Linked DNA regions of Pan troglodytes: regions 2, 3 and 4 are each linked to region 1. A link is a contact called in public Hi-C data. All regions are on one chromosome and are shown on one strand. The core of a region is the stretch at or near the end of the contact, and the rest is flanking DNA. Distances in the headings are between cores, read along the strand shown.

Region 1 (5,278 bases), core at 1,381-3,880:
CTGCTGTGGGGCGACCACTGTGCAGATACACCTGCCCTCGCTGTCCTGGGCAGAGCTGTACACCTGCCAGCTCTCCTCAGGGTTGGTGGGCAGCACCTGGAGAGGGGCGGGGTGGGAAGGGAGAGGGAAGGAGAGAAAGGGAGACCATGAGGTTGTGTATCAGAGCCAACAACCAGGGGAAACTGTCCACATCCACCCCCAAGGAAAAGACGGGAGGAAATGGTCCCAAGACATGTTTGACCCAAAGGGAAGAAAGGGTCCCTGGGAACAAAGAGGCACAGGTCTCCTGTTAGGGGGCCCAGGGCTGGAAGGATGTCAAAGAGGCAAGACCCTTTACATTCTTAAAATTTAAGTTCAACTCAAGGGATGTCTGGAGTTTGTCGTCTGGCCAAATTGATCTACTGGGTGGATGGGAGGGGCAACTGGAGGCCACAGGCTGGACTAGGAGCAAGGCAGGAAAGCAAACGCTGGGTGGCTTGCAGCGGGCACGTATTTCAGAAACAGGATATCCTTCCCGTAAGTCAAGCACCGGTGGCTGGCACCACCAAGCCTCGCCCTGCCGTTCCCTGACACTTGCAGACGAAGCACCCACTGTAACGGCCCCAGATCCAGCAGCCTATTCGCCCAGAGCTGTGATGAACCCCGAGCTACAGCAACCTCCCAGCCGGCAGCGTGGCACAGACTGACCCGAGAAAACACTAGGTTTCCAACTCCTTGTGGGCTCCCCCCACGAGCCATTTGGTGGATGTCGCCAAATTGCTGGTGACATGCTGTGTAGGGGTCACCCCCAACCTCAGTCCTGAGGTTTGCCCAGAGATCACCAAAGAAACCGGAGCTGCCCACGTCTGGTCTAACCTTGCAGCCCAGCCCTGCCAGGTACCGGGGCGGGCACTCCTGAGCCTACACGCTCCATCCTGCTGCTGGCCCTACTGTCTCCGAGCACGCTCCCCTCCGGTGGCATCAGGTCATCTCTCTGCTATTTTTAGCATGAAGATGGGGAGGAGAAGTTGGGCGGGTAGAATCTATAGTAGTCATATCTTTAATCTCATTCATTTCCAATCCCAGAAGATCGGGACCGGCAGGCCGGAACAAAGTCATCATGGAGGAATCGCCCTCCGATTCCTGAAGGAGCAGGGGGGGCGGCCTCAAGAGGGGTCTTAGGAGGGAGCCACACCACGGAGCCCTCTTCGCAGGGCACTAAACCTCTGGCAGCAAAAAGAGAGAGGGAGGGAGACTCACGTCCTTCACCTCTCCTTTCAGCCTAAAGGGCCAGTGGTCTGGGGCGCGCCTTCCCGGCGGCGGCCCCTTCCCCGCGCGGCCCTCCGGGTGGCGGTTTCAGCTCAGCCTCGCTCAGCCATCTAAGTCAGCTCTGCCCAGAAGCAGCCCTGGCCACGGTTCCCCTCCCGCTAGGCTCGAGAGGGAGACGCGATTTCAATTTCAGAGGCCAGGAGGGAGGGGTGCGCGCAGAAGACGAAGGCAAAGGCGAGGGGGTGAGCGCCCAAGGGCAGGCTCCCAGGGGCCCCACCCAAGCCCCTCGGCACCGTCCTCGGAGGGGAAGGAATAAACCCTCCTATGGACTGGGGAGGAAAAGGCGCCTTGGGACTTTGGGAATGCAGGCGCAGGCAGGAGCTCCGGAGCCCACCGGCCGGGGCCCCACTCCCAGCCCGGTCCGGCCAGTCTGGCTTTTACAAACTAGGGCGGGCTCAGAGTCCCCGCTGGACCGAGCCCAGACTAGGGTCTAGCGGCGGCTCCACCCCTCACTCGCTGAGTGTGACCTTGGACAAGTCCCCAAGTCCCCAGCCTTAGTTTCCTAACCTTTTCAATGGGGGGCTCATGATTACTGACCCAGGACTCCAAGCCTCCGAGAACCCACCAAGCTCCCCCGGCCCCGCGGCGAGGGGCCCAGACGAAGGAAACGCCGCCCCAGGGGCGCGCGGGCGGAGATGGAGTGGCCCAGGCTGGGGGAGCGGGGAGCAGGGTCGCCACCGCTGCGTCGGCCCGCGACGCCTGCCCTTGCCCGCCCTGCTCCCCGCCGCCTCCCTGGGCGACTCGGGTCCCGCGCGGCGCCCGCCCAGCCCGGGGCTCCGGACCGAGGAGGGGGAGGAGGAGGAGGAGGAGGAGGAGGAGCCGCGCCAAGGCGGCCGGCGGGCGCACTTACGCCGGTGCTGCGGTCCAGCGTCCCGCCGCCGGCCGCCGAGAGCTTGGTGGTGTTGAGGCCCACCAGCGAGGGCAGCGTCTGGGACATCCAGTTGGTGATCATGGCCATGGTGCTCAGCACGACCCCGATCTTGAGCAGCGGCACCGACATCGCGCCTCGAGCTGCCTCCAGCGCCCGCTCCGAGCTGGCACCGGCTCCCGCGCCCAGGCGGCCTTCAGGCGGCGGGCACCGCGGCGGGCAGGGGCGCCTGGCTGTGTCCCCGCGCCCCCTCGGCCCGCCGCAGCCCGCCCGCCGCCGCCGCCGCCCCGCGCGCCCCGGCCATCGCCGCGCCTTCCCCGGGCGCCAGGGAAGGTGGCCAGGCGGCCTCTGCCCGCCGCGCCCTGCGCCTCGCGCCGCCCGCCCCGCGCCCTGCCTTGCCCGGCTGCGTCCCTCCGGGCTCCTCCGCCGCCACCGGGAAGCGCCGTCCGGCTCTGAGCGCTGCGCGGGCTGCGCGCGGGGGCCGCGGCCGGGAGGCGGGGCTCGGCCGGGCGGGGCCGACGCAATCCGCCCAGGAAATGGGTGGATTTTTCCTCTCGCTCGGCTCCCCGCCGCCCCCTGGCTGCTGGCAGCGAGGTCTGCAAACTCCAGTCCGCCCAGGAGTTGGGATCAGGGTGACATGAGGAGACGGGCACACCACCACCCCCAGATCATAAAATACCCGGCGGCGGCGCGGGGACTCCAGCTGGGGGCACGGCCCGCGGCCCTCCCGTCCCGGGGCTTCTCCCATCCTCACGCCGGGGCATCCCTCTCCGATCCCCGCAGAGGGTCCGCTTTGGGGCAAAGGTTGCCGGCAGAGAGACGGCGCCGTCCTGCCTACTGGAGCCCTTTTCCGCGGTGATTCGAGGGTCCCAGCCAGCCTGGGCCGTCGCCTGAAACCCAGCAGGCAGGGCAGGCTCCGAAAAGCAGCCAGACTCGCGAGGGCCTCCAGCGCCAGGGGGGCGTCGGGGCATCGGTGGAGAGCTAAAGGCGCCCCTGCGATCCCAGGGCAGCCGCGGTGCCCTAAGGCCTTGCTTGGGAGGAAGGGAGCCAACCGGCACTCCTGACACCTGCACAGCAAGGCGGGGGCTGGGGTGGTCCGCCGTGGCCCGCGGTGCGCAGTGAGGGCCCTGGGAGGGCGCACACCCGGCAGGAGCTGCATACGGTCTGGGGCTCAGGCCTGGACCTCAGGAGCTGAAGGGACCACGCCCATGAGCGTGGTGTTGGGGAGGTGGGTGTGTGGGGCGGGGACTGGGGTCTGTGGTGGAGGGGTGTGGGTTGGGGGGTGTCCTCACTGACTCAGGGGTGGCGCTCGAGTCATGGCGCCCAGGCCCAGAGGCAGGGCAAGTGGCGCACGCTGCCCCTCTTCCCGGCCCTCTGCGGCGACCGCAGCAGGACTCACGCGTGTCAGTCCCACCCGAAGCGCAGGCCTGACTGGGTCAAACACGTTAATAGGGCTTTTGCATTTACAGAAGGCTTCTAATCGGAGATGAAAGCCACTTCCTCCGGGGCCTTCCATTAAGCTTTCCCAGCCATTTGGGAAGGAAAGAATCCTCCAGATCACTCACTACACTCTTCTCTGCCTGGGCGAAAATTAATCTCCCTTCCTGGATGGGATTTGAAAGACGGACGCCGGGCCGGAAGGAGCGCGCCTCCCTGGCGCCCGCCTGAGAGGAACAACGCCTTCCTGGGGCTTTTCTCTCTGTGTGCGCAGTCCTCGGCTGAAGAGACTTCAGCTGCAGCCAAGATGATCCTGGCCTGAGTGCTGGGTGTGAGACCCGCTAGTTAAATGAGCCCCTCAGATCTGCTTTTCTGATTAATGCTGTAATCTCAGGCAGCCGGGCTGGGTCGGATGCCAGGAAATTCCAACTGTTGGGGAAGGGCGCCATCTCCCAGTGTAAGCTGGGACTGCAGGCCCGGCTCACAGACCGGGCCCAGGCCGAGACACAAGTCCGGTTGGGCTGGCTCCGTCCCCCTCCTCTGGCCATGCATGTTTAACACCGATTCAAGGCCACAAGCTGTGTCTGTCCAGATCACTCACGCCGCCTCCCGCTGCGGAAGGACAAGGACCACTTGTTCTGCGGGAACAAATTCAAATGCAACCCAATCCAATCCACAAAACTGTCAGGCTATCTCAGAAGCCATAGACATTTATTTATTTAACGAAGTACAAGATTAACCTGCACTTGGACTGCTCTAACCTGCACCTGAGCGGCTCCAACCTGCACCTGAGCGGCTCCAACCTGCACCTGCTCCAAACTGTCCTGTCCAGTTTCTAAAATCTGTGATTCAGTGGGCATAATGGTTTTGAAAGGGTCGTCAGATAAGGCTTGAGTAAGTATAATTGGATTTAGAAGGCCATGGAGCATTCCAGAAGGAAAGTATGGATTGTTGAAGAATGAAGGCATTTGGATTAGGGGATCCATGGCGCCAGCCAATACCAAGTGTTCCTAAAGAGGACTGTCAATCCCAATTTCTTCACGACTTCTCTTAAAGCCAGGGCTCATCACACCTGCAGCTCTGAACAATCATACGAATACTGATGGGGCAGGTGCTGCGCCCCTGGTGGCACTGGGGCTTTGCCATGCCTGGCACCCAATCCTTACTGAAGTGCATGGTGTGGTGGCATTGACTCCACTGTATAGATGAGGAGTCTCAGGCCTAGAAGGATGATAAGACCTGTCCAAGGTCATATGGTGACAGCCTATTTCCAGGGCTAAGCCCATACACATGGTAGCATCCTCGTCTTATAAATGTCATGGCCATAGTTAAATCTCACGAGCCCCAGAAGTGGCATGAGTTGCATGGCCACAGCAGCCCTGGCTGTCCGCACAGTTCCACGAGCCACAGAGGCCGCCAGAAGACATTTCATGGGCCCTTGCCTTCCACGCTCGTGGGAAGGACACGAGGTTGCCCACCCCTTTCTGAGTCCTGGCATGAGCCTGCACCAGCCTCCCTGTCATGACAGGTTAGACCAGCCACGTCTCTATCCTCATGCCAGCCCCTTACAGGCCTTGACCTTGGTGGAGTCTGTACAAATTCATCAACACACATAAAAACAAGCACACCCCCTCCGCATCTCCCGGCTTCAGAGCTCAGAAGACG
Region 2 (5,278 bases), core at 879-3,378, 420 kb after region 1:
GTGGTCCCTGCGGTGCGGTCACAGCCATCGGGAGAATGGCAGGGCGGCGGCCGTTGTATTTTGCTGTGTGCATGAGAGCACTCGTCACGTGCCCTCTGAACCCCAATGGCAAACTGCAGGCAGCCAGAGAAGACCGGATGTGGACGGGAAATGGTGGAAGGAGTGGATCTGTCTGAAAGTCTTGGCGAAGAATTCAGAAATCATGTATTGAAGACGTTCGGAGATTATCAGGGCATGACCTCACACGTGCTGACCACGAAAGAGGAGACTGACAACCCCTGGTGTTGAGGTCTGCACCCAACAGAGCATGCTGGCACGACCCGCTTTTTCTCATGCTCACTCCCACTCCTAACACACCTGTGTCCTTGAAGGATACCTGAAATCCTTTCTGGGAAAGGTTGGGTATAACCTCACAATTTCCTGTGTCCCTTCTGACACAAACAGGCGGGAATTTGATGTGCTTTAGTGCACTTTACAAAGGGGTAATGGAGGGCCAGGGAGGAGAAGTGACTCCCCAGAGCCACAGAGGATGAATCAAGACCATAACCCAGGTTTTAGGACTCCGAGCCCAGCACCCTCTCCTCTGCTGCGGCGTCTGTGGGAGTCTCAGTACCGGCTGCTGCACGTCCTCTACTGTGCCCCACATCTGGTCAGTGGTATGAGCTGGTCTGATCCCCCCTCCAGCAGGGGGACAGTTGCCCAGAAGTGCCCACTTACTTGCCATCTGACAGGTTGATGCCCCGGAAGAGGGGGTAGTCTTCCGGGCCAGGCTTCCCCGTGTGGTCCTCGTAGAGGAAGACGGGAGAGCGGCCCAGCTCCAGCCCAATCTGCTGGATACCCTGCTCGTTGTAGATGGAGACCAGGAAGGCCTGGCTGCCTTTCTTGGCTTTCACAGTTGTTAGGATGGAGAAGTCCTCGGGAAATGCAGATGCTGGAACAGAGCACAGAAGTGAGAAGGCAGTCGGGGAGCCCCCCCAACCACACCCAGCCATGGCTCTCTGCAAACAAGCCAGCCCGGGACCCTGGGAAGCTGTGCTGCCCGTCGTGGGGCACTGCCATCTGCTGCACATCTGCCCCTTGATCAAACTGCTCCTGCAGCCCTTCCCTGCTCCCACTTGGCCAAACCTGCCCACTTCAAGACTCAGTGCAAATGCAAACTCCTCCATGAAACACAACTGGTCCTTCCAGTTGGGAGCCCTCAACACCCTGTCCTCAGCTCCTGCGCCTAACACATCTGTGTGTTGACCCTCAGGAGAACCTCTCGGGCTGTGAGCTGCCTCTGGAGGGAGGCTGCTTCTGAGGCGTCTTAGTACGCTCCATGGGGTCACACCACTTAGCATGCAAGGAAGGGAGGGAGGGAGGGAGGGAGACGGAGGGAGGAAGCAGAGAGAGGAAGGGAGAAGGGAAGCAACAGCCTCGAACCGCCACTAGAATTGTACTTTGTGACATTTACAGGTTGATATGCAAAACAGAGAAAAAGTGGAAATTCATCAAAAGAATTTAATCCAAATTTAAAATTAGAAAAAAAATATATCCCTAGTATGTTAACGGGAGGAATTACCTCTTACAACACACGCCAGGAGCAATTTGAGGTCATTAAAAGGCAGACCCAGGCTGGCCCAGCCACAAGCACCTAAGCCCACTCCACATATCTGCCCCTCATCCGTGGGCATGACCGGGAGCCCCAGCCCCTCCTGTCCATCGATCCTGGTGGCAAAGGCAGCGATGCTCTCACCCTGGGCCACCTGCAGTTCTGCCAAGATCCTGGGGCTGATGGAGGGCCTGCGGCTAATTGATGCCGGTGGGCCAGCCAAAAGTGCTGGGCCTAAGGCTGTGGGCTGCTCAGAACCGGCCAGAAGGAGCGGTGTTCCAGCAGGATGTCAACAGGGACATGCCAAGGAAGGGGGGCCCAGGACCTGCTGCTGGAGCCGCCCCACAAGCAGCACCGCTACGGAGGGCTGGGATCCGGCGGGTGGGCTTGAGCCATCGTGAATCCATTACCAGGCCCACCCCTTCTTTAGAAGTGGGAACAAAGGCTAACCAGGTGGCCCAGAGGCCCCTGACCCCATGGGGCAGCAGAGTCTGGATCTGCGGCAGCAGCGCCTGCACGGCGGCTATCCATGAGCACCCTCTGCTGGCGAAATCGTGGCAAGGCAGGCAGCAGCGTCACCGCCTCTGCCCCTGGTCACTCCAGCACAGCTGCAGATACCACACTGGGAGGAAGGGGATGCTGAAGGCCCCCTCGTCCCACAGCATCCTGAGGCTTCCAAGGGGGAGGAGAATGCTGCCTGTCACAGCCTCTGCATCCTCTGTAAGGTGCTGCAGGGAGATCTCCTGAGGGTCTGCAAAATGAGGGGCCACTACTCCAGGCAAACCCTCCAAGGCCCCCACAGGCCAACCCAGAGCCTGCGTGAGCGCTGGAAGCTGCCACAGCAGCAGGCTTATCCTGCAGTCACGAATCTCTCACTAAGGCACTGACAGGGAACAGGGCTGCCCAGCTGTGGCCAGGCACCCTGTGTTGACCAGCTCCAAGCCATGACTCAGCTGTTCCCACAGGAGACTGGGCCCCAGGTGGGCCTGGCCAAGGCACCTGCCCCCAAAGCTGGGGACAGCCCCAGGTGGGGGTGATGACAGTTAGTGTGGCCATCTGAGAAAGGCAGGTTTCACAGAGGAACTGGCTCAGGACTCCCATGTCTAGACACAAGCCATCAGCTTTGTTTTTTTGGGTTTTTTTGTGGGGTTTTTTTGAGATAGAGTCTCGTTCTGTCACCCAGGTTGGAGTGCAGTGGTGAGATCTTGGCTCACTGCAACCTCCACCTCCCAGGTTCAAGTAATTCTCTTGCCTCAGCCTCCCAAGTAGCTGGGACTACAGGTCCACGCCACCACGCCTGATTAATTTTTGTATTTTTGGTAGAGATGGGGTTTCACCATGTTGGTCAGGCTGGTCTCGAACTCCTGACCTCAGGTGATCTGCCCGCCTTGGCCTCCCAAACTGCTGCGATCATGGCTTTGCATCATCCTTCCACATGAGGGGATGTGGGCGGGGGACTCTGGAGATGACAGCCTTAGCTGGTCCCACCTATGGCAAGGGAGTGGGACCTGCCATGCCCACCCACCGTAGGGACCCCATATGGCAAGGCTGCCAGCAGGACCATGGCAGCCCCACATGGTCCCTGGGAGTGCATGGGGCACTGAGGGCCAGGTGGGGTCTCACCTGAAGCACTCAGGTCCCTGTCCACACCGAGGGCAGATGGCGCAGTCACCATCCGAGTCCACTCCCTCACTCTCATTGCAAAGGGCCACCTGGCTCCCGTCCCCACCCCACCGCCACCCTGAGTGCCAGAGTCATTCTTCCATCTTAAAAGATCAAAGAACGAGTTGCGCACACTCATGTCTCCGGCACAAGGCACCTCTAGGCCCACGAACCCCCATCTCCTGCAGCTCATTAAAATGCCGTTTCTCAAGTTTTGAAATCTCTATGGTAACAAATTTTCTCAGCTCAGATAAAACCCGAAAGGATAAATTATGTTTAACATTAATCTCTCTCCTGGCAAAATAACAATGGATTTATTGTCACTGTGAGATGGCCCATTCAAGTCATGACATGAGCTGGGACGCTGACACTTTATAATCTACGCTGTCCGGGCACTCTGGGAGGAGGGAGTCGGCTGTCAAACACTTCATGTTTCATTTCTCCAAGAAAAGTCACAGTTGAGGGGTGGGCTCTGGACTCCCTCAGAGCTTTTCATTTTTTTTTTTTTTTAAGACAGAGTCTCACTCTGTTGCCCAGGCTGGAGTGCAGTGGCGTGATCTCGGCTCACTGCAAGCTCCGCCTCCCAGGTTCACGCCATCCTCCTGCCTCAGCCTCCCGAGTAGCTGGGACTACAGGCGCCCGCCACCACGCCCGGCTAATTTTTTTGTATTTTTAGTAGGGATGGGGTTTCACCGTGTTAGCCAGGATGGTCTCAATCTCCTGACCTCGTGATCCGCCCGCCTCGGTCTCCCAAAGTGCTGGGATTACAGACATGAGCCACCGCACCCGGCCTGATTTTATTTTTTAAATAATGAGCACATATTTCCTGTGAGATTTAACAATTTAAAGAATTGTAAAATGATAGTACATTGCTCTTTAGATTTTAAGCAAATGGAGTTTAGAATTCTAGATGTTCACTAGGGGGCAGAAGAGGTGTGTGTGTGCGTGCACTTGCTGTTTGCTTGTCACTGTTTACCAGGTTACTGGCACAATTTCCCCATTCATCAGGTCATCTGTAAGGTTTACAGACTTGTTTAAGGAAATGACAGCACCCAGGCCTCTCACACTAGTAGACATCAGCTGTGGGCCCAATAATCTCATATTTTCACCAATTTTTGATTACTGTGGTAAAATACACATTACATAAAATTTGCCATCTGAGTCTCTTTTTTTTTGGTAGAGATGGGATCCCACTATATTGCCCAGGCTGGTCTCGAACTCCTGGGCTCAAAGGATCCTCTTGCCTCAGCCTCCTAAGTAGCTGGGACTACAAGTATGCCATGCCCAGGTTACCTTAGTCTTTTTTTTTTTTTTTTTTTTTTTTGAGACGGAGTCTCGCTCTGTCACCCAGGCTGGAGTGCAGTGGCACGATCTCGGCTCACTGCACGCTCTGCCTCCCAGGTTCACGCCATTCTCCTGCCTCAGCCTCCTGAGTAGCTGGGACTACAGGCGCCCACCACTGCGCCCGGCTAATTTTTTGTATTTTTAGTAGAGACGGGGTTTCACCGTGTTAGCCAGAATGGTCTCAATCTCCTGACCTCGTGATCCGCCTGCCTCGGCCTCCCGAAGTGCTGGGATTACAGGCGTGAGCCACCGCGCCCGGCCAGAGCTTTTCACTTTTACTTCTGCTGAAGTCCAAAGGCACTAGAGCATTTTAGGTATGCAGTAGGAGTACAATAAATGCATTTGTGTTGAAACTGAATCATACTGAGCCGACAGTTACTAAGCATACTGATTGCTCACTACAGTGGATCACGCGATCAATAAACAGTGACTGATCCCCTAATAAACAGTGATTGGTGCCACGCTCTGGGGTGACACAAAGCACAGATATGGTCCCTGACCTCAGAAAGTGATACTCCCACGATACAAACAGAAATCATCAAACCAAACCAGTTAGTTAAATAATTGCAGGCTGGGCGAGGTGGTTCATGCCTGTAATCCCAGCACTTTGGGAGGCCAAGGCAGGAGGATCACTTGAGGTCAGGAGTTCCACACCAGCCTGGCCAACATGGTGAATCCCTG
Region 3 (5,278 bases), core at 1,996-4,495, 400 kb before region 1:
CAGTTCATAAATTTTTTTTTTTTTTGGAAAGAAATATCATTAACTTAAGGGCTCAAAATTAACTTTTGAAGGAACGTACTCTAAGACATTTAACCACAAGTACAAATATATTTAACTTAATGTATTAAGACAAATACATTTAACCACAAGTAATGTATAGCTATCCTGGACAGCAGATCTGATGCTGGCTGAAGTGATGGGGATGGGGCACATATGTGACGTTATCTGCTAGTTCTCAAATTCTGGCCACCCACTGCAGCCCATGACATCCCCCATAAAGTCACCTTCTGGAGAGATCCCCCACTGACACAGAGCACTGGGGGACCAACAATGCGAGAGGGGCTCTTTCACTGGCTAGCAGACCACGCCTGCCTTACTGTAGGTGTTATTCAAATTGCCTCTGCAAAATGACATAAATCACAAAACATTTGCATTAGCCTTGGGCTGAGGAGAGTCTAAATTAAGACTATTGACTCCTTAAACAGCAATACTACCTTAAGAATACTACCTTAAATACTACCTTAAGAAAACCGGCCCAAGTCAGTGTCTTTACACTAGATGACAAGGTCGGGGAGGGGAGTTTTCCTGGGGAAATAGTCTGTTCTCCACTAGCCACGTTTACAGCTTCTGATTGATTGCAGAGAAGGCCTGGACACCCAGTGAACAGTTTTCTAAGTTGTCAAATCACCTAGTTCAAGAATGGTATTAAAAAATCTGGCCAGGTGCAGTGGCTGACGCCTGTAATCCCAGCACTTTGGGAGGCTGAGGCAGGTGGATCACCTGAGGTCAGGAGTTTGAGACCAGCCTGGCCAATATGGTGAAACCCCTCCTCTGCTAAAAATACAAAAATTAGCCGGGCGTGGTGGCGTGTGCCTGTAATCCCAGCTACTGGGGAGGCTGAGACAGGAGAATTGCTTGAACCCGGGAGGCAGAGGTTGCAGTGAGCCGAGATCGCGCCACTGCACTCCAGCCTAGGAGACAGAACGAGACTCCATCTCAGAAAGAAAAAAAAAAAAAAAAAAAAATCGAGGGGGGTCGTCTCCCCAGGACAGCTTGTGGCTTTAAAACATTATGCGAGTTGAATCATTCTTGAAAAGCCCCCTGGGTCGGGGATAGTGGCTCACACCTGTAATCCCAGCACTCTGGGAGGTGGAGGCAGGTGGATCACTTGAGGCCAGGAGTTCGAGACCAGCCTGGCCAACATGGCGAAACCCCATCTCTACTAAAAACACATAAATTAGCTGGGCGTGGGAGCCCACGTCTGTAGTTCCAGCTACTCCAGGGGCTGAGGCACGAGAATCGCTTGAACCAGGGAGGCGGAGATTACAGTGAGCCGAGATCAGCCATTGCACTCCAGCGGCTCTAAAAAAAAAAAAAACAACAACAACAAGAAAAGCCCCCTAATCAGTCCTTAGAGATAGGTGTGGGCCCAAGCCAGAGGTGCAGGCTTTGTCAAATTGCTGCCTCAGGATACGGTCTTGAGGGTGGCTGTGGGGACACCCAGCACCTGCACCCCAAGGCCACACGGTGTCAGATTTTAGGAAGCGGTGGAGAACACTCGGGTACCTTCTCGGTCCATACATCAACCTTCTGGAGAGAACCAACGCACCCACACTGGGCCCTCGCCATCCTAACAGTCTGCCCACCTGTGAGAAACGCCCCCAAATACTCTACATTTCTCGGTTGGCCGAAAAGCAGCTCAGCCAGCGGTCTTACCTCCCAGGTGGGGTTTTCCCCCAGGGTAGGGAGGCCAGGGTCTGCAGGCCAGGGAGAGGAGCCCCGGTGCAGGAGCGGGCGGGGCAGCAGGAGGACCCGCTCCAGCCACCCAGAAGTGGGCGTGGGCTAGAATTCAGCTCCCAGCCTTCCAGAAGCTGCAATTTTACAACCTCACTACAAGCGTCCCCCAGCAAAGCTGCACCGCCATTTCCTGTGCTTGGGAACTGAAGGCAAGGTGAGCCCCTCCCGGCTGCCCCTGCCCGACCTCCCCCGACTCCCAAGCTTGGGCTACTCACGGCCTGCGGGCTGGGCAGGGTCCCCCACGGGAGCTCCCCTCCCCGAGGGCGCGCTCACCCTAGCCGCTCGGATCGGCGACCTGGTCCTCGGCCCGGCGGGAGCGAAAGCCTCCCCAGGGAAGAGGCCGGGCCTCCAAGCAGGTCTGCACCCCCGGAGTTATGTTTCTGGGATCCGAGGACTAGCGAGCTTGGGGCCCGGGAGAGCGGCCACCCTCCCGGAAGCTCCGCCTGGCGCAGGGCGTGAACCGCAGTCTCCAGGCCGGCCGGGCCGCGGCCATTCTCGGAGGGCAGCGGCCGCCCCGGGCCGGGCCCAAGCTCCCCACCGCGGGCCCTCACCTGCGCCTCACCTGGGGCTCCAGGAGCGCGGGGCGCGCGGACCGAGAGTCGCACGGAGGCCAGAGACAGGATCCCCGCCCGGGGAACGGAGCAGCCCCGGCGCCGATCCCCGTCCGCCTGCCTCGGGGAGCCCCCGCCGCCCGCCCGCCGCGGCCTGCACGGCGCGCCGGCCCCGGCCTGGCTGGCCCTCCTGTCCCCGACCCCCCAGCTTCCCAGCCCCCGAGCCCCCCGGCCCCGGCCCTGCACCCGCTCACCTCCGCCCGTCCCCCGCCGCCCGCCGCGCGGACCCCACCTGCGCCCGCGTCCCACGTCCCGGGGAAGGCGGCGGGCCGGGGGCGGGCCGGAGGCTGCAGGGCCAGCGCGCTCCGCCCTCGGCCGGGGCGCGGGGAGGGGGCGCAGGGGCGTCCGGCCGGGCCCCCCGCCTCCCCGCCTCCCCGCGCGCCGCCGCTGCCGCCGCCCCGCGCCCGGGCCGCGCCGTGGGAAGCGCGGGAGGGGCGGGGCGGGGGGCGGGGCGACCCCCCCAAGCCGCCCCCTCCCCGCGACCTACCGGACGGTGGCGGCGGCGGCCGCACTCCGGAAGCCGTGCCCGTGGCTGGGCATCATGGGAATGGCACGGCCGAGTTCCGGGGGAGGCGCGCGGCCCGGCCGGACCCCCGCCCGCGAGAGCGCGCCCACCTGCCGCCGCGCCCGCGCCCCGGGGACGCCCCCGCCCCGCCCCGCCCGGTTCGGACGCGGCCCCCTCGGCGGGGTGCGGGGCGAAGGCGCTTGGGCCGGGCCGAGCCCCGTGCTGCCCGCCTCCCGTACCGCGGCCACCTCCGGGGGGCGCGCAGGGGGCGCGGGGTCGCCGGGAAGTTCTGGGCGCGGGGGGCGTGGCCGTGGGAAAGCGCTCGGAGCCGCGGGGAGGGAGCGTGCGGGGCCCCGGCGCCAACCGAGTTCCTCCCCGAAGTTCACGCGGGGCTCCGGGCTGAGACCGGCCTGCCCGCCCCTCCAGCCCCACAGCCTTGGGCCGGGGTCGGGGGCGGCCCCCGCGTGTCCCCGCGGCTGCCCCACCCGAGCTTGCGGCGGGGAGTGGACGCACGACCTGCCCGGGGTGGCGGCTCCTCAAGCACACCTGCCGCCAGGTTCGGGGGAGGGAACAGTTTCTAGGAACTGCCCCGGACCTTGAGGCCGCTGCTGTTTCTGCTTCTGCTGTGCACTGACCATGTGACCTTGAAAGTCTTCCCAGTTTTGTTTTATAAAAGGTCCAGGGTGTGTGCCCGAGGCTGGCGGTGGCCCGGGTGTGCTCAGCATCCCCGGGCGGCGGGGAACGGGCAGACCCGACTGGATCCTCCCTCAGCGCCCACTCGTGGAAGGGGCAGATGGTGCGCAGGGGCACCGCGCTGCTTCTGTGAGCCCCCTGGGCCCTGATCCACACGTGTCTGGGAGATGAATTTGTGGGTTCGGTTCCTGTCTAGAAAGTGTCAGAGATTTGATAGGATCAAAATCAGAGACTTGCCTTGGAGGGGTGCTTCTAGTCATGCCAGCCTGGGAAGCTGGAGGGCCAGTTTTGGGTCAGGAAACCCATTAAAGAATTGTTTTAATGCCTTCGTGAATTTTTTCAAAAAGCAATGTTTTTTTCTCATGAAATAATACTCTTTCATTACCAAACTTTGGGGAGATGATCTAATTAATAAGGTGACTTCCCAGAGACATGGGCTGTTAAGGTTTTGGCATGCTGCTTCACAGTTTTTAAAACAGTGCTGTGGTGAACAGCTTTCATGATGCCTCCTTAGAGCGGCTCTGAGCATTTCCTGCGGGCAAATCCCTAGAAGAGGCCGGCGGGCCAAAGACTATGCTGCATTTTGCCAAAATGCCCTCCAGAAATGCGGGGCCAGCCTGCCGTCCACCCGCTGGTGAGCGGGCATGCCCGCTTGCCTGTCCTCTTGCCAGCCCTGAGATAGGTCATTGCGTGATGTCTTTGGCAGTCTGATAGGCGAAACACCCCTTTTCATCACTTGAATCCTAATTTCTTTGACTGCTGGTGATGTTGAACATCTTTTCATTTTATTATTGGCCATTTGGAATATTGCCTGTCTGTGTTCTTTGCCCATTTTTTATTTTTCTGTTGGGCTGTGTGTCTTTTTCTTAGGGATTCTAAGAGCTTGTTACCGTAAGGAATTTAGCTCTTCTCTGTGCCGTATGCTGCTCTGTACAAGAGCGTAAATGCAATGTATGGTCGGGCGCGGCGGCTCACGCCTGTAATCCCAGCACTTTGGGAGGCCAAGTTGGGCAGATCACCTGAAGTCAGGAGTTTGAGACCAGCCTGGCTAACATGATGAAACCTCGTCTCTACTAAAAAATACAAAAATTAACCGGGTGTGGTAGCGGGTGCCTGTAATCCCAGATAATCGGGAGGCTGAGGCAGGAGAATTGCTTGAACCCAGGAGGTGGAGGTTGCAGTGAACCGAGACGGTGCCACAGCACTCCAGCCTGGGTGACAGAGCGAGACTCTGTCTCAGAAAAAAAGTGTATTGTACAACAGTACAATAACACAGAATATTGTACAGTAGTACAATATACTCTTGTACATTGCATTTATTTTTCTGTCATTTTTCTTTTGACTTTGGATTTTGGTTTTTTGTTTGTTCAACCTTTTTTTTTTTTTTTTTTTTTTTTGAGACAGGGTCTTACTCTGTGTACACCCAGGCTGGAGTGTAGTGGCGTGATCATGGCACTGCAGCCTCAACCTCCCCAGGCTCAGGTTTTCCTCCCACCTCAGCCTCCCCAGTAGCTGGGACTACAGGTGCACGTCACCACGCCTGGCTAGTTTTTGTATGTTTTTGTAGAGATGGGGTTTTGCCATGTTCCCTAGGCTGGTCTTGAACTCCTGGGCTTGAGTGATCCACCCTCCTTGGCTTCCCAAAGTGCTGGGATTACAGATGGGAGCTACT
Region 4 (5,278 bases), core at 1,700-4,199, 260 kb before region 1:
GGGGCAGCTGGGCCTAGGGGTGCCGGGGGGCTGGATGGCAGCTGGAGGAGGGTGAAGTCTGGACTCGCTGGGTCTTTGGGAGGAGGAGGCAGAGCCCCGGCCCAGAGCCTGCAGGGCGGCCTGAGAGCATTCTCCTCGGGCAGGTGGGAGCTGAAGCCGGGTGTGACAGGTTGGCCTGAGGGTGAAGCCAGAGGAGGAGGTGCCAGGGAGGCCCGAGGGCCACCAGGGGCATCATCCAAGCCCAGACCTGAGTGTGCTTCTTGAAGGGAGTGGCCAGTGGTGATCCCAGGGCTGCAGAAGCGTGGGGTGAGACTGGTCCCTGGCCCAGGAGGAGCTGCTGGGGGTGGAGGCTCTCCGGGCCTGGGCGCCAGATTGGAGTGGGCCGTGGAGCTGGTGGGAGGGGAGAAACGGGGACAGCGGGTACCGCCAATTCTCCTGAGTTTTTTCATCTTTCTCTTTTATTTAACACAATCAGTGAAAGGCGTGTTCTAGAATACCAGCCTTAGTCCTCAGACATGTTAATATGAGGCCAACTTGTAATGGGGGAGCAAACACGGCCCCTGGCCTGAATGCAGGCAGCAAAGTCCATTTCCAGGCAGCGTCGACCTCAGGGAAGCTTCTAAGCCCAGTTGCTGGCTGTGTGGTTGGCGCCGAAAGCTGGGGTGCGCTGTGTTCTCAGGGGTGTCGGCACTGCTGCAGGCACACCTGGGACCTGCTCTTGAAGCCACCCCACAAGGAGCAAGGCAGCCCACGGATGCCCAAAGTGCAGCTCGGAACAGAGCCAGCAGGCTCGACTCCAGGCATGCTGTTTGATCTGCAAAAAGTGGAGAAGGAGCAGGCACGGAGCGGGTAGAGAGGGAGGGAGATTTTTTTCTCTTTTATGGCAGAAACCTGAAAGTGTTTAGAAGCCAGTGGGAAGGGTCCTGTTGAGAGGGAGGTGTTGGCTGGCAGGGGAGGGGGAGCGAAGGTGTGAGTTCCTGGAGAAGACAGCGCACCAGCTTCGTGCACAGACCACGACAGGCCCTCCTGCTGCTGGGCGCCCACACTGTCGCCCACGGCCCTCCTGCAGGTGCCTTGGAGCGGGTCCCTGGCAGTGGGCAGGGCTGGCCCGCCCCTGCAGAGTGAAGGATAGCCCGGGTTTGGGAACCATGTGTGAGGGCTGGAGATGTCTCTGGGGCCTGTGATCTGCTCCGGGTTGGGTTGGGCTGGGCTGTAGTTGAGGGGCTTTGGGGGACACTGTGGTCCTCACAAGCTCAAACTAATGTCCACCATGCAGGGTGGTGGCCCTCCCTCTGGAGCTGCTCAGACATTCACATGTGTGTGCACATAGCCAGGCACATACAGGCATACGCACACATGTGCAAAAATGTACATATTCATGCATGCATATATATAGACACAGACCCGGGCACACAGGCACACACATGCACAAATGCATCACATGCAGAGAGACCCAGGGGCATGTGCACACACAAAATGCACATGTATGCATATGTATGCATGCACACACACACATACCCAGAGCTGCACATGCAGGCACACACACACATATGCCCACATGTACACTTGTTTGTGTGAAGCACAGACATCCACACGCAGGCATATGTATGCATGCACACACACCTACATGTGCAGACCCTCTAGCCTGAGAAGCCCAGGTCTTCCAGACAGATGGTTGTGTGAGTTTCTCTCTCCCAGGACCAGGCAGACGCAGCATAGAAGCCCTGATCCGTCTGTTCCTAACCCAGCAAGTGACACACAATAGCCTCTCTGTGTGGCCCTGAGTGGAGATGAGATTCAAAAAGAAAAAAGCAGCTTTCAACTTCCTCTACGTGAAAGGTCATCGCCCCCTCCCCACGTGGGGGTGTCAGGCGATGAGGGAGCCTGGGAGCCCAAGCAGGCTCTCGACAGACAACTGTCTCTCGCATGTGATGGTGCCGCTGTCTTTCTCACCAGCAGCACGACGCTGCAGGCTCTAGGGGCTCTGGGTAGAGACAGACGGCCTGTGCCCTTTACATCCTTCCAGCCAAGCCCACTGCTGTACTCCAGATGCGGGCCTTGTTTGCCCTCCCCGCGTATCTCTGAGGTCCCCACGAATTGCTGTGTGGCATGAATATGAGATCCCTGCCATGGTATCCAAAAGGCAAGCCTCTACTTACAGGAGGGATGAAGGCCCTGAGGGGTGGTGGGTGTCCCATCCCCCTGAGAGTTGGGGGTGCAGAGGGCCCCTCTGCACCTGACCTGCCACCTGGTGGTCACTGTGGTGAGAAAAGGGTCCTGGGACTCCAGGCCTGGGGTTTTGGGGTGAAGATGTCTTGTCTAGAGGCACCAGCTGCCCACAGCCCTGCAGCCACCCTGGCCGAGAGCAGATGATCCAGCGAGTCCTCAGGGGAACATTATCCTCTTTGCAAAATAACTGTGGAATTAGAGCTTGATGTGGGCTTAGCGGGTGCCCTGCAGTGTCTCAGTTCATTCCTACCCAGCAAAGTGGCTGACGTGAGAGCGGGGTCTGCACCGACAGCAGGATCTCCCTGTTCACCTGCTCCCGAGACCACCAGGGAGCCATGCTGTGGCTGTGGCTGAGGCTGAGGGTGGGGCAAGAACCAAATGCACGGAAACCTGCATCATCCGTCCAGCACTGGATCCCAGGGTCTCTCTAGACATTTTAAAAGATCTTTAAAAACAGGGAAGAAAGAAACCAACCCCCTTGGGGCGGTGGCTCCCTTAAACTTTCAGCGACTGCCATGTGAACAGAGCTTTCGGTGGCTCCAAAGAACACAGGCTTATATTCCTTTGCTTTTCTTGAGGTTCCTATGCCGGAAAGATGCAGGTGTTGCCTGCCCTCTTGCCCTGTGAGGCTGTTCCCTCAGCCGCCAGCCCAGGACTGGGCGTCCGGCTGTTCTGTCCACGCTGCAGCCCTGCTGTCCGCTAGATGGCGCTGCGTCATGCCCGTGGCGGGCCTGTCTGGAGCCCAGGAAGGCCTGGCGGAGTTCCAGGACGGTCTCTGGAGACCCAGGCGTCAGCACAGTGACGGGGACGAGTCCCCTCCCTGGAGGGTGTGAGATCCCCTCATTGCCGGGCTCTGGGCACCCAGAGCACAGTTTTTGTTCACTCACTGCTGGAGAAGCATAGCCTGCCTGGGAAATGCCCCCTCCCCTCTGTGGAGCCGGGAGGTATGCATGCAGGCATGTGTGTGTGTACATGTGTGTGCACACGCCTGTGCCTGTGTGTGCCTTGTGCATTCTGTGCAAGGATGTGTGTGCATGCGCGTGCATGCATGCACACACCTGCACACACTCCTGTGGCCGCGTGCTCTTGTGCATATGTGGGGGTTCTGTGTGTGTGTCTGGGGACAGGGAGGTGTAGGAGGCAGCTCCCTCTAGCCCATTGGAGGCTAGCCCTGTGTATGCGCTGGACTCCAAGATGACAAAGACCTGCCCAGGTCTCAGCCTCAGCCTGTAACTGCTCTGAGCCTCCATTTACTCATCTGTAAAATTGAGATGCCTCAGTTACCTCCCAGGTGTGATGAGGCCCCACCGAGACCATGGGGCGAGAGGGCCCTCCCCGCAGGCATGATGCAAAGTGACATCAATACACACCTGTGTTGTGGTCACGCACCTCCAGCAGCGGCCACAGGAAGGACACTGAGGTCTGCCCTGGGCTGAGGCCCATGGCATCCTGTTCATCATGGGGGTGCCACGGAGTCCCCCATCCCACAGGGGAGGAGACACAAGCTGAGAGGCAAAGCCACAAGCCTGACTCTGAGCCCAGGCTGTCGTCCCAGGCCGTGGTGCCCACACTGCCACTCAGCCCTGGCTGGAGATGCAGTGCTGAGGTGGGCAGGTGGCTCCACCAGCCCCATGAGGCTTCGTGGGACCTGGTGGAGGGTGGCACTGGCCTTGGAGAAGGCTTGAGCCCAGCCTCTCTGTGCTGGCAGCTGGGAATGCTGAGAGGCAGGAGGAAGCTGGGGGGCACTTCCTGAGCCCCCACTGCATGGGGACAAAACCCAGGGACCCCTCCCCAGGCAGAGACCCCACCGGGCTCGGTCACCAGACTTCTGGCTGTCAGCTGGCACAGAGGCCCAGCAGGGACAACCCCAGAGGAGGGGAATGTGTCATTGGGAGCCTGGGCAGCCATCAACTAGTCCTGGCCTAAACGTGGAGCGCCTGGTGCCCGGCCCTTTGGCAGGGCCTTCCTTGGGGACGGAGATGACTGCTGGTGCCTGGACCCAGGAAGCTCCCCCATCTCCCCAGGCCACCAGAGGCCCCGAGTCACTCCCGGGTGAAAACACAAATCCAGGCTGGGGCAGCTGACAGGTGGTTCCCAGGGAGGAACTGAGGGGCTGAGGGGCAGGAGAGGTGGGAGCTGGACACAGTGACTTCTGGGGCATCAGGCCTCGGCCATCTCCGAAGGAGGGCTCCCGGGAGGTGCACGTGGACAAGATTTCTGGATGAGATCAGGCTGCTTACCCGTCTGCCAAGGCCCTGCAGCTTGGGTGTCTTTGCGAACCTGTCAGTAATTGGGGTTGTGTCCAACAGCCTGTGCCAGGCTCCTTGGCAGGGCAGTCCTTGCAGCAGTCCTTGAAGGTCACCTTGAGAGCCAAGGCTGGGCAAGGCGATGGATCCATCAGGTGCAGGGGGAATGGTGTCTGGGGCCCACAAAGGTCACGATGTGGCCCCGCAGGTGCCAATGAGGGAGCCAGGGTCCAGCCACCTGTGCTTGCCAGCTGGGTGCCCTGGTACCAGGGGACGAGCTCCTTCTTGGTTTGCACAAAGGCTGGTGGGCCCTGTCCAGGGGCTGCTGCCCAACAGTGTGCTCTCGGATCCCTAGGACACAGGGGCCCCAGCCGCATGCTGTGCTCAGCCCCATCGGACACTGGGCGCCTCCTTCTATGGAACCAGAGCTCCCGAGGGGATGCTAGAAAAGTGTGGAGCTCTTTTCCTGGGCGCTGAGCCCCCTGTCCATGGTAGGAAAGAGGACAGTATTAGTGATGGGGATGCAGGGAAACCTGTGGCTTCAGAGCATCAGCTTGGAGTTCCTGACTTAGTCATGAGACAGCCTCACCTGGGGAGAACTTTCTTCCCATTTTACAGGGGAGTAAATAGAGGCTGCTGTGGCGCCCTGCCCGGGAGCCCTGGCTGCTTCGAGGCTGAGGAAAGCAGGGAGGTGAGCAGCTCGGGGCCTGCCCTGCAGGTGCACCCGGACCCTGGGTGGGCCCTGCCACCCCGCACACCTTCCCCAGAGCCCTCTGAGCCTTGGCCGGTGGGCGGATGGAGAA

What was found. Hi-C and Micro-C count contacts between places; a contact is called where the count stands out from the background.
Region 2: a Hi-C map of stem cell-derived neural progenitor cells shows a contact between it and region 1, with 2.4 times the contacts expected there. The contact joins the enhancer-like site here to the promoter of OLFM1 in region 1. A contact is called at or near these places in 1 of 7 Hi-C or Micro-C datasets (stem cell-derived neural progenitor cells) and 1 of 1 datasets of contacts at active chromatin or transcription factors (stem cell-derived excitatory neurons).
Region 3: a contact with region 1 is called in a Hi-C map of stem cell-derived neural progenitor cells, with 3 times the contacts expected there. The contact joins the promoter of PPP1R26 here to the promoter of OLFM1 in region 1. A contact is called at or near these places in 2 of 7 Hi-C or Micro-C datasets (induced pluripotent stem cells and stem cell-derived neural progenitor cells).
Region 4: a Hi-C map of induced pluripotent stem cells shows a contact between it and region 1, with 3 times the contacts expected there. The contact joins the enhancer-like site here to the promoter of OLFM1 in region 1. A contact is called at or near these places in 4 of 7 Hi-C or Micro-C datasets (blood, induced pluripotent stem cells and stem cell-derived neural progenitor cells), 1 of 1 datasets of contacts at active chromatin or transcription factors (stem cell-derived excitatory neurons) and 1 of 1 other capture datasets (stem cell-derived neural stem cells).

What each region holds. Positions count from the first base shown.
Region 1 is chr11:3,295,240-3,300,517 of NHGRI_mPanTro3-v2.0_pri, forward strand. It overlaps OLFM1 (olfactomedin 1), which reads right to left and starts at 2,631. Exons shown (of 6, transcript XM_016962045.3): 1 at 2,159-2,631; 2 at 1-96. The coding sequence starts at 2,308.
Region 2 is chr11:3,719,238-3,724,515 of NHGRI_mPanTro3-v2.0_pri, forward strand. COL5A1 (collagen type V alpha 1 chain) reads right to left here. Exons shown (of 66, transcript XM_016962039.4): 3 at 718-931. Among named protein-coding and RNA genes, the nearest start is that of COL5A1, 59 kb to the right of the region's middle. Within about 2 kb of position 2,129, at least 5 of the 24 cell types and tissues checked have an H3K27ac peak or open chromatin away from gene starts, as enhancers often do. A contact at or near this core is called in stem cell-derived neural progenitor cells, where this site is marked.
Region 3 is chr11:2,892,713-2,897,990 of NHGRI_mPanTro3-v2.0_pri, forward strand. It overlaps PPP1R26 (protein phosphatase 1 regulatory subunit 26), which reads right to left and starts at 3,246. Exons shown (of 3, transcript XM_054658499.2): 1 at 2,896-3,246. LOC112204408 (a long non-coding RNA gene) reads left to right here and starts at 3,607. Exons shown (of 2, transcript XR_002938050.3): 1 at 3,607-5,278.
Region 4 is chr11:3,031,057-3,036,334 of NHGRI_mPanTro3-v2.0_pri, forward strand. No RefSeq gene overlaps it. Among named protein-coding and RNA genes, the nearest start is that of PPP1R26, 140 kb to the left of the region's middle. Within about 2 kb of position 2,950, at least 4 of the 24 cell types and tissues checked have an H3K27ac peak or open chromatin away from gene starts, as enhancers often do. A contact at or near this core is called in induced pluripotent stem cells, where this site is marked.